Regions from separate parts of the Mus musculus genome. Here region 2 is linked to region 1. Evidence: chromatin contacts called from public promoter capture Hi-C data. All regions are on one chromosome and are shown on one strand. Each heading gives the region's core, a stretch centred on a gene start, on an enhancer-like site or on the middle of the called end of the contact. The rest is flanking DNA. Distances are from core to core; before and after follow the strand shown. Region 1 holds the start of A830011K09Rik (RIKEN cDNA A830011K09 gene). Region 2 has its middle 26 kb from the start of Rergl.

The links. Promoter capture Hi-C pulls out the DNA fragments that hold promoters and counts their contacts.
Region 2: a contact with region 1 is called in a promoter capture Hi-C map of second pharyngeal arch cranial neural crest, with 3 times the contacts expected there. The contact joins the enhancer-like site here to the promoter of A830011K09Rik in region 1. A contact is called at or near these places in 2 of 39 promoter capture datasets (cranial neural crest and second pharyngeal arch cranial neural crest), 4 of 115 datasets of contacts at active chromatin or transcription factors (SST interneurons, astrocytes, embryonic forebrain and 1 more) and 3 of 9 other capture datasets (adipose tissue, embryonic stem cells and liver).

The regions. Positions count from the first base shown.
Region 1 is chr6:138,421,042-138,424,929 of GRCm38.p6, reverse strand. A830011K09Rik (RIKEN cDNA A830011K09 gene) reads right to left here and starts at 1,825. Exons shown (of 4, transcript NR_126073.1): 1 at 1,565-1,825. It overlaps Lmo3 (LIM domain only 3), which reads left to right and starts at 1,900. Exons shown (of 4, transcript NM_001356306.1): 1 at 1,900-2,489.
Region 2 is chr6:139,525,651-139,529,538 of GRCm38.p6, reverse strand. No RefSeq gene overlaps it. Among named protein-coding and RNA genes, the nearest start is that of Rergl, 26 kb to the right of the region's middle. Within about 2 kb of position 1,853, at least 4 of the 459 cell types and tissues checked have an H3K27ac peak or open chromatin away from gene starts, as enhancers often do. A contact at or near this core is called in second pharyngeal arch cranial neural crest, where this site is marked.

The sequences.
Region 1 (3,888 bases), core at 576-3,075:
TCCTCCTTGAACATAATTAATTTAATTGTCCTCATTAGCTGTGCCATTTGTTTTGATTTTATTTCTCCCTTTCCCCACACATACTTCTCCCTCCCTCCCTCTTTTCTTCTCAGTACATTGGCTGCTAAAGATAACAGGCAACACACACACACACACACACACACACATACACACACACCAGAGTGTTTTCAGAGTAGATCTGGCTGGAGGGTGGGGTAGGACAAGCAGGGAGCTGTGTGGATGTGTGTGTGTGTGTGTGTGTGTGTGTGTGTGTGTGTGTGCGTGCGCGCACGCCTGAGTACTAGGGCCAGGAAAAGCCAAAACTTAAGAAGTCTGCTTATAGACTGAACAGCTGAAGGGGTTCTCAGTAATCTTCCTGTCTGTGAATTTCGGTATTTTTCAGGTTAGTTCTGAGTTTTGTTGTCTTTGAAAGGGAGAAGAAAGCAAGCCACCTACTATTTTCTTAGGAGCCTTCTGAAGGTTGGGATTAAAAAATAAATTAGACCGGCTATGCCAGGACTTTGGATATAGGGAAGCATAATTTAACATAAATATTCAAGGGGGACTGCTTTAGTGTGTGTGTGTGTGTGTGTGTGTGTGTATATATATATATGTATATATATATATATATATAATTTGATAGATCGGATAGATAGATAGATAGATAGATAGATAGATAGATAGATATTAAAATTGATGTTACAGAAGTAGCAAAGTTTTTCTGTATTGTTTGAAGGGTGTTTTGTGGGTAGTGTTTTTTTGGGGTGGGTGGGTAGTTCAACAATTGATCCTGTCTTGGCACTGAGAGCATCACATCCAGTGTCATTCAAACTGGCACTATTTTTAAGCTTAACCTTTTGACAAGGCTTTGTGAGAGATGCTGAGAGGACCTTGATAGAGACACCAAAGTGGGCGATAGCTGAAGTTTAAAAACTTAGAAAAAGGAGATGGTTTAAAGCTACCAGTGACCTATAGAGCATCGGAGTGCAGGGAAGAGGTTAAGAGTAATGGGAAAAATTTAGAGGCAAAAATAAAAGGATGTACCCAGGCCTTAAAATAAGTGTATGAAGGCAGGGTGTAGGTGGGCAAGTGGCCAGGGGACCGGCTTAGTCCTGGAAGTCTGGCTCAGCTTCCTGGGGACTAACACTGAAGCAGGTTTCAAAGTCAAGTATTCACCTATCTGTAGTAAGTGTGTTTCAGTGGCCACTTTGGGTTCAGCACCTGGTATGGGGTACAAGTTCACAGTCTGACTCCTGGGGCCATTCGAGAGAGAGGAAAGGGTGTGTGGCACTGCCTGGCCTGAGTTTACATGACAAGGCATTCTGCACAGGGACTTCAGAGAGTTTCTAAACAGAATTCATAGCCCTGGAAACTGCAGACACCCCCAGACATTTACTAAAAGGAGGGCTGTGCAGTTTTCCAGTGTTCCCTGGTAGCACTTTGATTCCTTGGCTTTTATTTTAACTTCCTCCACTGGCACTGTCAGTAACAGATTTAGAGGGCAATTTGCTTTCATAGTCCCCATCCTATTCCAAAATGCCCCCGTTATTTTAGGAAGCCCTACCCTTCTCCTTTGGAGCTCTTTTGCAGTTCTTCTTGTGGGCGAGTCCTGGAGGTAGGGTCCTTCCAGAGTCCAGTCCTGCAGAGGTCACATTCTCTGTGTGATAGGCATGGGTGGGAGGGGATGTCCCCAGCGTTTGTCAGTAGCATATGCAATGGGTTGTGCTGACTGCACTCCCAGGCTTGTCAATTTTCACCCTGGGAAATTAGCAACAAAGCCTGGATCTGTCTCGTGGCTGCTTTTGCACTTTCCGAGGGCGGCTGTACTTGACTGAGCTGCGGAACAGACAGCAGAGACACAGCGAGAGAGAGAGAGAGAGAGAGAGAGAGAGAGAGAGAGAGAGAGAGAGAGAGAGAGAGAGAGAGAGAGCTCAAGCAAGCTAGCGAGCAAGGGAGCCAGCTAGAGGGAGGGAGAGAAGGAAGAGAGAGAAGAGGGAGGGGTGGGGGCGAGAGGTAAATACTCTTAAATCGGAAGGGAGCTGCCTTCACTGTGGATCTGACAGGCGCTGCCTGGGCTCCGAGGCGCTGTAATAACTGGGTGACCTTTTCTTGGGCTGTATTATGTCTGGCTGGGAAGGGATTGCATTTTGCGGCTGAGAGCCAGGGCTTCCTTCAGCTCGGGCTCCTCGCACACTGCTGGGGTAAGTTGTCAGGAGCCAGGACCAAGAGAGACATCCCCCGGACTGCAGTTGCCTAAAAGAAGGACACCTGTGGCTCGCATGCGGTCCACACTGGTACTTGGCGGATCCTGGAGGACCTCATTATTTTAAACTTAAAAAAATATATAGAGAGAGATTCTACCCCCCGGTTTTTTTTTTTCCTTTTTTTTTTTCAAACAATGTTTCTTTTTGACCTTTCCCAAGGAGAAGCGCTACCAAGCAGCCGCTGGGCTCATTGAACACCCTCCCCTGTATCGCTTAATTGAGAAGGTAAGTCAGGGGTTGTGTACTCACGCGTCGGCTTATTTGTGCTGTGTATGTCTGCTGGTGCGCGCGTGCGTGTGCGGATGTTGGGTGGCTTTTTTTTCTTCTTCTTCCCCATCCTCTCCCAAGAAGGCATAAAGTAAAGCTGCACCCGAACCATCCCCACCACCACTGCAACTTTCACCGGGCTGCAGGTCTGCAGAGAGGGTTTTGTGTTTGTTTGGTTCTGTTTAAATCATGGGAGGCATCATTATTTTTGTGATGAGACATGAAATAGATGTGGGGCGGAAGACGTGGATGCCGGAGGAAGAGAGTGGAGCGCGCGGCTGCAGCGCGACGCAACATCTCAAGTAGGAGTCTAGTGCATAATAGACAAAGTTCATTGGGAGCTGCAACATTCGCACACCCTGACTCTGGAAGAGGGGTTGGGACAGTTTGCAAAGGTTGGGGGCGGGGTGTTGCTACCAGGCTAAGGGAAGTGATATCAGTCTTGGGTATTTTCCCAGACCTTTCTACACCTGCTTGATGAAATGTATGCCTGCCACCCCCAAGAAAGAGTTGAAATTACAACCTTGTTTTTGTCTACACCCCTGCTTCTCCCAATGCAACCTTAATATCAAAACACTGCTTCTGTGTGTTGCAAAAGTGACTGTGTCGTGTTCAGTGGACATAGGTTCCTTGTACCCAAGTGTCTGCATCTTAACAGGGAGAGAGAGAGAGAGAGAGAGAGAGAGAGAGAGAGAGAGAGAGAGAGAGAGAGAGAGAGAGATTCAGCACATTTTAACCGGGGCTACTCAGATTGCTGTTATGAAACACAAGTCAGATTTATGATCTTTTTCATACCGAACACGATATGCTATGCTAACACTGCGTGTGACGGTTTAATCAAATCCATTTGTTACTAGGAAGCTAAAAGGGGCCGCTGGGATTTTAGGATTACAGGCAGAGTGAGGGAAGCATGTGGCTTTGTCATTCGCCATCATTTTACACGCTCCCTCGTCCCTTCCCCCACTGCCTGCCTCCCTAGCCACTAGACCCCAGCTCCCAAAGTGGCTTCACAATAGTGGATCCTGGGCCCTGCATGCTGCTCACCAGATCCACGCTTGGGCCCCAGATCCGAGTGATTCCCTTTTCTACTCTCTGCCTCCGGGCTTGGTGCTCCATGCGAAGCTGCAGCGACTCAGGCACGCCTCAGTCAACTCATGCAGAAACAAGAGAAAAGTTTTGGTAAGGTTACCTTCTATCACAGAGGCACTTTCTCGGGCCGCTAGGCACTCGTGGCTAGCTCCACAGACTGCCCGTTCTTCTCCTGAGGAAGATATGAAATAATATTGTTGCTGCTGCTTTTAAAGACTGCTGCTTTCGACCAATTAATCTCGCTAGGTGCCAAAAATCCTGGTACATT
Region 2 (3,888 bases), core at 604-3,103, 1.1 Mb before region 1:
TGTGTAGTGTTTGGTCAGTGGTTCAGTCTCTGTGAGCCTCCTGGGCTCAGGTTAGTTGACTCTGTAGATCTTCTTGTAGTCTCCATGACCCCTCCGGCTGGTTCACTTTTACCCCTGATTGTTAAACAAGACACCTGAGTTCTGCCTAATGTCTGACTGTGGGTCTCTGCATCTCTTTCCATTTGCTGCAGAACTCAGGAGAGTTATGCTAGGCTTCTGTTTGCAGTTATACAAGAGTAGCATTAATCATTCCAGGGGTTGACTCTCTCACATAGGCTAGGCCTCAAGGTGGGACAGTCATTGGTTGGTTGTTCCCTTAGACTTTGCTCCATCTGTGTCTCTGCTCATCTTGTAGGGAGGACAGATGTTGGGTTGAAGCTTTTGAGGTGGGTTGATGTCCCTCTCGCTCCGCTGGAAATCCTGTCTGGCTACAGGAGGTGACCTCTGAGATTCCATCTTACACCTCTCAAAATAGCTTCTGGGAGCCTATGAGGGTGAACCTATGGGAGCCTATGGGGGTGAACCTTGCTGAGACTATTACCAGATGGGGTTGTGGAATCTGAAGAAGCCACCTGCTGTTCACCACACTTTTAAAACCATCCACTGATAAGCTCAAAATGGAACACAGTACCTTCTGTGTCCTGGAACAGCCCTCCTCCATAGCTGACTAACTGTCTGGAATCATTATTTTACCCTCTCTATTTTATAGAAAGAACTTTTCTAGGGTTAGATGTGTTTGTCCTTGGAATCTGCCAGCATCTTCTTTTCTCCCTCCCTCCCTACTTCTTTCCCTCCCTCTCTCTCCTTCTCTCACTTTTCTCTCATTTCAGGCTTTTTATTATCACTATTTGAAAGTTACCTACATCTGGCTTTCAATTCTAAATATCAAACATGCATTTCTAGAGTGAGCTTCTGTTATTAGTGACACAATGTTTCATAATAGCCCTCAAATCTCATTGGCATAGATAATGGGGAGTTTATGTTTAATATATGGGATCTGGCTAGTTAATTTTTGCTGTTTTGTGACTTCTTTTCATTATAGTATCAAAGAATCAAGAGCTATAGAACACTGTTGAAGCTCATCTGGAAGACTTTCTGTGGCTAGCTCATGTGAATGAGTACAACATTAGTGGGCAGAAAATATTTCCCAAGTAACTTAAATTGCTACATCTTTATTCTTAAAATTATCACTAGTATACAAAACATTGCTAAAAACAGTGTTTATGGTATATATAGGCTCATTTGGAACCCGAAGATCAACTTCAGATATCATTGAAAAGCTGCTGTCTTATCTTTTATTTTTTGTGACTTGACCTAACATTGGCCTGCATCACAACATAGTGAAGACTAGATAACTAGTGAGTCCCCAGGATCCACCTGTCTCCATATCCAAATGAAATCCTGACTTTCATGTGGGCACTGAGGTCAAAGTTAGGCCCTGTGCTTGCCCAGTGAGCACTGCAGGGACTGAACCCACCCCCAGTCCATCCTTTCCTGCATCAACGAACATTTTCACTCTTTAGCAATGTGTTTGAATAATAGGGAGATTTCCAGTGTAGTTTTTAGTATATTTTATTTTCAATCATGGCTGCGTCCAGAGAGACAGTTGTTTGGGTTAATTCCCAGTCTACCAGATTACAGGAAACAGAAGTGCTAAATCCATTTTCGACACTCATGCTGGAGTTGTGGTTTTACAAATTTAATACGAGCCTATAGCTTTCATGCTTAAAATTTGCAGGCACCTCCTCATCACCTTCTAAATCATAAGCTCCTAAATGCCATTCACTGGCTCGCTCCAGAGCCTGCTCCTGCCAGTCTTCCAATCTCATTCTCAATGCCTCCTTTTCTTTTTTTTCCTTCTCAATAGCACAAAATTGCTTGCAGCTGAGATGAACCAGGCTGCTCCATGGCCCAGCGCCTTACTCTCTCAACTTCACTTACCCAGAGAGTTTGCAATTTTCTCTGGCTTCTTCAGATGAATAAAGCTACTTATATTAAGTACCAATTCTAGGAAGCCTTGCTTGAAAATTCTGTGAAACACACACACGCACACCACATACTCACACACTCACTGAGATAGAGATAGATAGAGATAGAGAATGGGTATATATTGTGTTTATCATATTACATTTACAGATGTTGAGTCATGATGAGTTTTATCCTTTTTGCATATACATACTCCGGATCTGACTACATTTTTACATATTTTATGTTGAGGAGGGCTGTTACTTTAACTTAAAGTCTGCCAGAGTGAAGAGGGTTATCTCAGGACCCAGCGCTTACAGGGATACATTCTTCAGTGTCTGTCTGATCTGCTTAACATCTTGCATAACACATGGCTCTAATATTACCTTTAGAATTTAGTGATCTGCGCTGGGGGAATGCTGATCACCAATTATTCAACTATTTGTCTTACATTTTTAAGCTTTCTCTCTTTCATTAACAAAAACATCTACTTTTACTATGTATTTTGTAAAGATTCATTTGTTTATTATTATGTATATCCCTGTGCAGGCTAATGTGCAACACATGCACACAAAAGACTGCATATGCCAGAAGAGTGCATCAGTCTCCTGGAAGTAGAAACAGGAGGCCTTGAGTTGCCTGTGTATGCTGGAAATCGAACCTGGGTACTCTAGAAGATCAATAAGTGCTCTTAACCACTGAGGAAGAACTTGTCCAGACTCCTTATTGTTGAATTTAAAACACTGAATTAATTTTTTCATTTAGTAGAAAGTCGAGAAACAGCAGAATACAGTTGGCATGAATTCCTCATAAGGTCAGAGCTGGAAAGTTACAGAGGGCAATTAAATTTTCAACTGTACAATGAATGATACTTTTTCTTCTCCCCCAGAATATTCACTTAGCACGAATAGAAATTTAAAGAATGTTACCCACTTAATGTTGTTCAGAATATTATGCTCACTAATTCTTTGTTGTTCTAAAGGGGCTTTGGAAGCAAGAGATTCATCTATGCAAGTTACTTGACCTATTTTGACAGAGAGCATTCCTTGAATAGCTCTCACATTGGCAATTTCACACACCTTCATGATATATTTAATGGGAAACATAGCTTTCCAGATTGCTTAATCCAGTTTACTAATCTGACATGCTTTTGTTTTGTTTTTGTTTTGTTTTGTTTTTGTTTTTGTTTTTTTTTAACATGGGAAGGGTTATTTTCAGGAGCTTTCACCTTCTCGGGTGATACGTATGTAATTATGCTCTCACTTGCTATGCGTGTGCACTTTCTGTGTCATTTTATTTATTTTTTTTGCTTGAGGTCAGGCTTTAGCACACAAGCCGATGGACCTATTTCCATCAGGAAGAACTTGTGCATTTATGCAGTGCTTCCCAGCTTTGCTGGAACAGATTCCATGAGGAGTGTGAGAGTGTAACGTGGAGCCCTGTTCTCTTTAGGAACGCTTGTACTCTGTTCTGTGTCTGAACTCTGTTCACTTTCCTACCTAAGGTCTAGCTGTGATACTATTTAATGCATCTCGATCCACCGATTTTTGATTCTTTGACCAGCTGGTTGACTCCCGTGCCCACTGCTCCCTAATGTCTTCTAGTATTACATTTTTGCAATACTGGTTTCTTTCTCCCTCTCTTCCCCCCTCCACTCATCCTCTTTCCATAACTCCCCTTCCCTGACCTTCTGCTCCATTCCCTCCCTCCTGTCCCCTCCCCTCTTCATTCTTTCCCTTCCCCTCATTCCATCTCCCTAACTCCCCTTTCCTGCACTTCACTTTCCATTCCCCACTGTTCTCTTCCCTCCCCCCTTCCCCCTCATCTCCTCCCCTCATCTTCCCTTCTCTGCCCTTTTGTTCCATTCCCTCCTGCCCCTTCCCCTTCTCTCCCCTCCCCTCCTCATTCCTTCCCTCCCCCTGA